Regions from separate parts of the Mus musculus genome. Here all the other regions are linked to region 3. The links are chromatin contacts, called in public Hi-C and HiChIP or PLAC-seq maps. All regions are on one chromosome and are shown on one strand. Each heading gives the region's core, a stretch centred on a gene start, on an enhancer-like site or on the middle of the called end of the contact. The rest is flanking DNA. Distances are from core to core; before and after follow the strand shown.

The links. A called contact is a pair of places that touch in the nucleus more often than the background predicts. HiChIP or PLAC-seq counts read pairs in DNA pulled down with a chosen protein or histone mark.
Region 1: an H3K27ac HiChIP or PLAC-seq map of neural progenitor cells shows a contact between it and region 3, with 4 times the contacts expected there. The contact joins the enhancer-like site here to the promoter of Cpne8 in region 3. A contact is called at or near these places in 1 of 39 promoter capture datasets (liver), 3 of 484 Hi-C or Micro-C datasets (adipose-derived mesenchymal stem cells, cerebral cortex and nephron progenitors), 2 of 115 datasets of contacts at active chromatin or transcription factors (fibro-adipogenic progenitors and neural progenitor cells) and 2 of 9 other capture datasets (adipose tissue and liver).
Region 2: a contact with region 3 is called in a Hi-C map of cortical neurons, with 1.8 times the contacts expected there. The contact joins the enhancer-like site here to the promoter of Cpne8 in region 3. A contact is called at or near these places in 2 of 484 Hi-C or Micro-C datasets (cortical neurons and nephron progenitors).

What each region holds. Positions count from the first base shown.
Region 1 is chr15:90,560,640-90,563,339 of GRCm38.p6, forward strand. All of the region lies in intron 10 of Cpne8 (copine VIII), which reads right to left. It also overlaps the pseudogene Gm6746. Among named protein-coding and RNA genes, the nearest start is that of Cpne8, 120 kb to the right of the region's middle. Within about 2 kb of position 1,317, at least 8 of the 459 cell types and tissues checked have an H3K27ac peak or open chromatin away from gene starts, as enhancers often do. A contact at or near this core is called in neural progenitor cells, where this site is marked.
Region 2 is chr15:90,789,889-90,792,618 of GRCm38.p6, forward strand. No RefSeq gene overlaps it. Among named protein-coding and RNA genes, the nearest start is that of Cpne8, 110 kb to the left of the region's middle. Within about 2 kb of position 1,468, at least 8 of the 459 cell types and tissues checked have an H3K27ac peak or open chromatin away from gene starts, as enhancers often do. A contact at or near this core is called in cortical neurons, where this site is marked.
Region 3 is chr15:90,677,977-90,680,676 of GRCm38.p6, forward strand. Cpne8 (copine VIII) reads right to left here and starts at 1,412. Exons shown (of 20, transcript NM_025815.2): 1 at 1,192-1,412. The coding sequence starts at 1,328.

The DNA.
Region 1 (2,700 bases), core at 67-2,566, 120 kb before region 3:
CACTTCGCAACTTACCATTTGTATTTTGATAAGAAAACACAAGGGAAATGTGGCAAGAATAACACATAAACAAACTTACATAACACAGCAGTTCCAGCCTGAAGCAAGAAAGGAACTGGACCATTCAAACAAAGACTATGAAAAAAATTAAAGACGTACAAAACAAATATGCAGGAAACTTGCAACATCATTAAAATAACAAATTAGTGAGCTGTAGCCAAAGAATAATTCCAGGTTAGTGTCACAGACCAGATCCTCAACAGGAAGAAAACTTCCCCTAAGGAGAACACACTCAGACAGATAGATAAAAAAAAAGAAAGAAAGAAAGAAAGAAAGAAAGAAAGAAAGAAAGAAAGAAAGAAAGAAAGAAACCACACTAAACACCAAGTAAAACCAGAATAGAAATTCCCAATAGTGTATTACAGTGAAAAGACTCAACAAAGAGAGAATAATGCAAGGTACAAGAGAAAAAAAAATTAGGGAAGCCATATATAAAGAAAAACCTAGCAGAATCACAGCTGATTTTTTCATCGACACTTTAAAAACACAAGATTCTGCTCCTTCCGGCTTCGGGAACAGAGTGGGCACAGCGATTGCCGGTTCTCACTATGTGGCCCTGACTGGAATGCTGTCCACTTTGATCGCCATTGGTGTTACCCTTCCCTGATTTCCTGGCAGGGCTTCTACTGAGAAGAATTACCACGCCTATGGCTCAGGTTCTGCACTCAGGATTTCAGAGGCCTCCAGGCAGACTACAGATTGTGAGGAAAGGTGCAGAATCTCTCATTGGTACAGAATGGATTCCTCACAAATTTACCAGGTCAAAAATTCCAGATAACGTGTTTCAGCCTAGACCTGAAGAGCATGAAAAGTATGATGGGGACCCCCAGGACCCTCATAAACTGCACATTGTCACGAGAACAAGAAGAACAAAGAGACATCCATACTGGGAGAAAGATACGATCAAGATGCTCGGACTACAGAAGGCACACAGCCCTCAAACTCACAAGAATATCCCGCAGATGGATGCAAAGCTGAAAGTGGTTAAACACTTGATACGCATCCAGCCCCTGAAGGTACCACAGGGACTTCCCACAGAACAGACCATGTCCAGCACGTGCCTCGAGAGCACTGGGGAGTTGCTCGTGCAGTGGCCTCTGAAGCCTGTGGAGAAGGAAGCGAAGTCCTGACACACTTCAGCTCACAGATGCACTCACTGTCCACACAGCTTCAGCTCACAGATGCACTCACTGAGGGAACCGGTCTCATTAATATGTATGCTCACCTCCTCGCCCCTCCTCCCCCCGAAAAAAAAAAAAGCACAAAGAAACTGGGGCAATGTACTACAAGTTGTAGAAGACCGTTCGTGCCAACCCAGACTACTGCAGTCAGATAACTGCTTGCCAGGGAAGGAGGAATAAAAATTTCTCCATGCTATAAACAGGCTGAAGAATTCAAGTTCACTAAACCAGCCCTATTGAGGCTGCTGGAAGCCAAAAATGGAATGCAAGAGAGGAAATGACCAAGAAAGAATGGAATAAATGAAAATGTAAATCGTGAAATGCCAAACAGGACTAAGAACACAAACAGCCAAACGTCAAAAGTCAAGCAACAAAAATAACATCAATAAATGCACATCCTTCCATGATGACATTAAATATTAGTGGCTTCAATTCACCCATTAAAAGACATGGGTTAATTAAATGGTTTAAATGAAAGCTACTTATTGACTACAGGAAACCCATCTTACCCTCAAGGACCCATCTTCAAGTGAAAGGATGGGGGGAAAAGTATTCTAAGAAATGAGACCAGGCATCAAGCAGGTGCCATCATCTTACTGACAAAATAGACTTTAAATCAAATTAATCAGAAGAGATAAAGGGCACTCTGTTCTAATCAAGAGAACAATTAACCAAGAAGATATTACAACCCCAAATAGATATAGACCAAGATCTCGAACATACAGTTTTATGAAAAGCATACTTCTAGACTTGAAGACACAGATGGACACTACTCAGCCACAGTAGGTGACTTCAGTTCCACCCTTTCTCCGGTAGACAGATTATTGGGATGAAAATAAATAAACAGAGAACTAGTCATATTAAATGGCATCACATCTCCAACAGATGTAACTACAGCTATCTATGAATACTTTACCCAAGTATCATTCTACTCTGAAGCCCACAGGAGATTCTTTAAAACAGACCACACAGTAGGCACTAAACAAATCTCAGTAAGTACAAAAAAAAAACAAAAGCAAAACCAAAACCCCTGAATGATTCCATGTATACTCTCTGACCACAGTGAAACAAAGCTTGACACCCACAACAGAAGAGTCTCTAGAAATGACATAAATTCAGAGATTAAAGGGCACACTACAGACTAATGAGTGGGTCAAGGAAGTCAAAAGAGAAATGTTTACAGAATTCCTGAATGAGGAAGTAGGTGATGGCCAAATTAATTATAGCTTAAGTTTCCATGGAGATAAGACTCTAACATACTAAAGTCATTTGAGATAATTTCATACTTCAAGTGATGGAGAGAATGAAGAGATGAGCAAACATCCGAGATGGCTGGATGCTCACAAGGAAGATATCAGCTGCTTACAGATGTTCCTTTCAGCTGTGCACCTGATACAACCATTGGGCAAAAGCCCTCGGAGGCACCTGACTTTCAAGTACTGTGTGAGCAGTAAGATAA
Region 2 (2,730 bases), core at 218-2,717, 110 kb after region 3:
CTACACTGAAGAAGAAGATTAACAGTAACTATTCTGGGTCAACAGGCACAGTGTGGACTACATAGGGTAAACCCAACATTGTGACCCTCAGACACCGGCGATCTCAGCTCCAGTGAAGCTGGGCAGGTCCTGAAACAATCAATTAGAAAGCTCAATCCTTTGCTGCAATATGGCCTCAATTGTTTGCTGTGTGCTAGAAGGAAGGAAGGAAGACCGGGAACACTGTGCTAGGCAGAAGTCCCACACCCAAGCGTTGGCATCTGCTCCCTTCAGCTTAAGAGTGTTTAAGACAAATGAGCTTAGCATTTGGTTATCACGAAATTGCATATAATCCTGTCATTCACAAAAATGTTATCTGTGCACACTCCCCTCCATTTTCTTTCTGGAACCCATCCATTGAGGCAAATTTTCTCCCTGGGAAGTTACACTTATCTTTGAAACCTGCACATTCCAGACCGTCTATTATGCTGCTTTTACTGAGCATGCACCTGGGACTAAATCCCTCCTTACCCTTCCCGTGGATGGGAGGGTACAGCTGACTCAGTCTGCTTTAATCTGTCAGCCCTGGGAAAAGATACCTGCCTGATGTCAGGCTAACCCTGCCTACACTTTCCAAGTCCAGATCTCCTCCTTTCTTGGAGGAAAGGAAATGAGGGGATACCACAGTCCACCCACACCCTCGTTTATGAACACAATTTGCCACTCAAAAGCCTTAAGACATTTGAGACAACCCAGCAGGAAAGAGATCTGATACTTCAAGAGGAACAAACCAATCAGCATGATTTCCTCTCAGCACCTTTGACCTCTGACCTCCCCTACCACTCCTCACTTAACTGGGGCCCACTCTCTTCTTAACACCTGCCCCTCTCTCCAGTTACCCAGAGTGGTGTGTCTCTCATCAGAAAGGCACTTGCACAAGAAACTGGATTTTATCTGTTTGCTATTTATACACATTTTACCACTGAAACAGGGTCAAGTTCAGATGCAACACTTTACCAGTACACCACTTAGTGTTAGGAAAAGAATCAATATAAGAAAATAGCCAAAAATGCTTGAAAGTGATTTCCCTGACAAGACAAGACTAGAGGTGGGTATGACGGAGACCTTTTTGTTTTGGTTGTTAATTTAGAACATAACATGCTACGTTTTGTTGTTGTTGTTGTTGTTGTTGTTATTGGTGGTGGTGGTAGTAGTGGTTGTGATATATGTGTTGTATAACAATATGAAAAACAGAGAATACAAAGAAAGTACTCATTGTGTTAAAATACCATTGTTTGCTAAGCTCAGAATTCTTCTCTAATATAATAACCCAAAATGCATATCTCCAAGGAAACCACAGATTTTATCCAAACAACCCAAATCAATTCTATTTTGGCTCTTCTCTTTGCATTTTATATCAAACCTCTCAAGTTGGCTGAAAGTAGGCAAGGCTTGGATTCTGGAGCCAGCCTGGGTTTCCATTGTGTACTGTGGCTTTCCAGTGTGATCCCAGCCTTCCATGCATGCACCACCCAGTCCCTGGCCATCAAAAGAGGGTAAGCAAGATTTCCAAGAAGACTTCATCGAAAAGCAGTGGGTTATGATTAAAAAAAAAAAAAAGCAGCAGCTTGTTTATTTGTGTGTGTGTGTGTGTGTGTGTGTGTGTGTGTGTGTGTGTGTTTCTAGATGTCCAAATGATTCAATTCTCTGAAGTATGTAATATTCCATATCTTTTATATAATCATTAATTAAGCACCAACCACATGTTCTATCTTCTTAACACAATTTTAAAGCTCATATGCTTCCTTCTTTTCCCACCCCCTTCCCTCTGCTTCTATGAGGGTGCTCCCCCACCAACCTACTCACTTCAGCTCTATCATCCCCCTACACTGGGGCCAAGGACCCCCCCTCCCACTGATGCCAGATACTGCTATCCTAGGCTACATATGTTGCTGGAGCCATGGGTCCCTCCACGTGTACTTTTTGGTTGGTGGTTTAGTCCCTGGGAGCTCTGGGGATCTGGTTGGTTGATATTGTTGTTCTTCCTATGGGGTTGCAAACCCCTTCAGCTCCTTCAGTCCTTCCCCTAACTCCTCCATTAGCGTCTCTGTGCTCAGTACAATAGTTGCCTGCGAGCCTCTACTTTTCTGCCTATATGAACTTTAAGATTAATCATGCTGATTTCTCATATAGAAATTAACTGGGGGCTGGAGAGATGGCTCAGCAGTTAAGAGCATTGACTGCTCTTTCGAAGGTCCTGAGTTCAAATCCCAGCAACCACATGGTATCTCACAACCATCTGTAGTGAGATCTGACACCCTTTTCTGGAGTGTCTGAAGACAGCTACAGTGTACTTACAAATAATAAATAAATAAATCTTCTTTTTTAAAGAAATCAATTGGTTTTAAAATTTCTTATGTTCTTCTGCTTTCAGATCTCAGGCACCTGGGGTAGGATATTTTTAGGGGCTAAAGATATTGAACAAAACAAAACAAAACAAGACAAACAAATAAAAGCACCACAACCACCAACAACAAAAAAACCAAAAAGCAAAAACAGTAATTGCTGGAGGCACTTTAAGATGTCCAGTCCCAAGAAGAGCAACTAGAAAAAGTCAATTGGAGAATTTGAATTTTTCTATATACAATCTATATACATGTATATGTATACACACATGCACACACACACACATACACACACACACACGGATGCACAGAGTTAACAAAGCAAAACAGTCCAGAGGAACCAATC
Region 3 (2,700 bases), core at 162-2,661:
AGTCACATGACCCTTTCACGGGGCTCACCTAGGACCATCAGAAAACACAGATATTTACATTAGGATTTGTAACAGTAGCAAAAATACAGCTATAAAGCAGCAACAAAAATAATTTTAAGATGGGGGGATCACCACTACATGGGAAACAGCATTAAATTGTCACAGCATTAAGAAAGCTGAGAACCTGTTTTAGCGGCGTTTAAACTTCAGGGTTTGTTTACAACAAAAATCACTCATGCTTATTAAAGTCTTTTACAACGATCTTTCCTTACAGAAAGGCTAAGAACATGTGAGGGCATTTAAAAACACGGGGGCGTAGAGGGGTAGGAGTGAAGTTTTCCAACGAGACCGGTGAAAGGAAGTATTCAGCCTGGAAGTGGGCACCTGGGTACGTGCAATGTAGTATTCTTAATATAGCCAACCATCTAATTCCCCAAAACTGGGGCAGCACAGCTATTCTACCTAACTTACTGAGGATCTGGCCCAGGGAGTATCAGGAAGGGAGTCTGAAACTGGCAGTCCTTGAGAGTTGCTGAAAGCATTCTGATGTTTGTCTACCGGCGGGCAGAAAATAAGTCGTGACTTCTCAATTCTTAGGTAAGCCTCTGCCTGGAAGACTGAACCTGGAACCGCTACAGGCCTAGGGTAAACGTCCCGGAAGGGTGGAGGGTAAGGAAGCTGGATGGTTCCAGGAAGTGAGTGGGGAGGAGGAAGCTGTGGAACTGGAGCTGAGCCCACCGCATGGCTTCCCGGACGCCTGGCAGAGGGAGTCCCTGGCCAAGGTGCGCAGCATCACGCGCGCTCTTGGTAGGACTGACCCTTCGGTTCCCGACATCACTGAACCTCTGGCCCTGATTGCGGTTGTTTAAAATAAATAAATAATTTTTTAAAAGGTTGCGAAGTGGGCGGCGGCTAGGGTTTCTGTAGCTGAGTCACAGCTTTGCCAACTTTCACAACATTTCCCAGAAAAAAAAAAAAAAAAGACTCAGCCAAAGCCCACCACTCTCGTCCCCAGTTCTGTGTCATTTGACCCTCTGGGGGGGAGGAGGGGAAGGTAACGTCAGCCAGTACCACAACTAGTCCCCACTCAGCATGCAACTTCTCACCAGCGCCAAGCCTCGTGGTACCTGGAGCGCTAGCCAAGTGCCACCAAGCTCGGATGGAAGGAAGAAAAGAGAGCCGCGTCCTCACCTGCAGGACACTGACACCTCCACTCGTGTGGCGGGGATGGCCGCACTCAGCTGGTTCAAGTCCCCGATGCCCGTGGCGCTGGTGTAGCGGCTGTCCATCTCGAGCTGAGGAACGGAGCACTTGTCCCGAGCCCACATCCAAGCTGCGGCGGGCTGAGCGCTGCTCGGAGCGGAGCTCCGCACCGACGGGAAGGGGTGAGGGTGGAGGCAGAGGAAGGAGGCGGAGGCGGCGCGGGAAGGGGAGGGAGGAGGCGGACCTCGTCGCGAATCCGGCGACCGAGCCAGTCCTGGCAAAGCCGCCTCGGTCTCCCAAGTGGCGCTCCGGGCTGCTCCCGCCCTGGGGCAGCCCCCGGGCGGTGACTGGGTCTGCAGCTCGGGGGCTCTGGGCGTAGGGCGCAGAGACAGTAGGTGACCCGGACAGACACCGCGCCGTCTAGTGGGAGAGCCCCAGGCGCCGGCGATTGCCCCCCGCCCCAGCTGATATGCTCCCCACTTCGGGCTACTGGACTGATGTGGTGGTGGGGCAAGGGATGGCCACCAGCCTTTGACTCCTGGTGCAGAGGGGCGTGCCAATATATGGGGCAAGCTTGGGTGGAGTGGACGCTGTTGGGACAATCGCAGCGTTATAAGAGAGGTTTCAATGCGTCTGCCATCCCCTGCAACTTTTAGGCGAGGGTCTCCTTAAGGCAAGATCGGCGCCTTGCAACGCACTTGCCAAACCGCAGGGATTTCTGCCCTGAGGCCCGGGAGGTCGTAATAATAACTTATAATCTAGCTCCTCCTCAATCCTGCTCCTCAAGACCTGAAAGCAGGGCAGCGTAAAGCAGATGAGCAGCTCGGGTGACCGGGGAGTTTAGCAAATAGATTCCTGGCGGCGCGACTGGGAGTGGGCAAGACGCGGGGCGCCGCCGCAGCTTGCCGGGTAACCCCCACTTTCCTGCGCACACCTGACCCGAGGCGTCACTGCGGGTCTTCTGGCGATGGCCGCCAGGGGGCGGTGGAGAGCAGGGCGCCCAGCCTCAGGAGGGAGCGTGGCTGGCTCTAGCCCTGGCTCACCTGGAGAATCCTGGGCTTGTGACTGGTCTCCCTTGTGGTATTTTAATCCACTTGGAGCCACTTCCTTAAAGAATCTGTGTGGTTGCAGGGGAAATAGAGTGTAGATGCTTGCCGCTCTTCCCTGCCCCAAATGTTTGCGTCACTTTGGTCTTGTTTGCTTTCCCTGGTCGCCCCGCCCTCCCTTCACCACCCCTTAAATCCACCAGTTCTGTTTTTCTTTCTCTTCCCCCTATCACAAATTAAACTGCAGCTGATGACTAGAATTTTCCCTCAAGCTCTCTTATTGATGCCTGAAATTGATTTGGTGGAGGAGGTCTAGAGGGTTTTTTTTTTTAAGCAAACTAGAATTTTATTTTGCAGGCACCTCCTGAAGAAATAAAAGGTAAGGACTTTAGTGCTCAACCCAGAGGCCTTCTCCGAATTTTCCACTTTATCTAGGTCCATATGTGTGTGT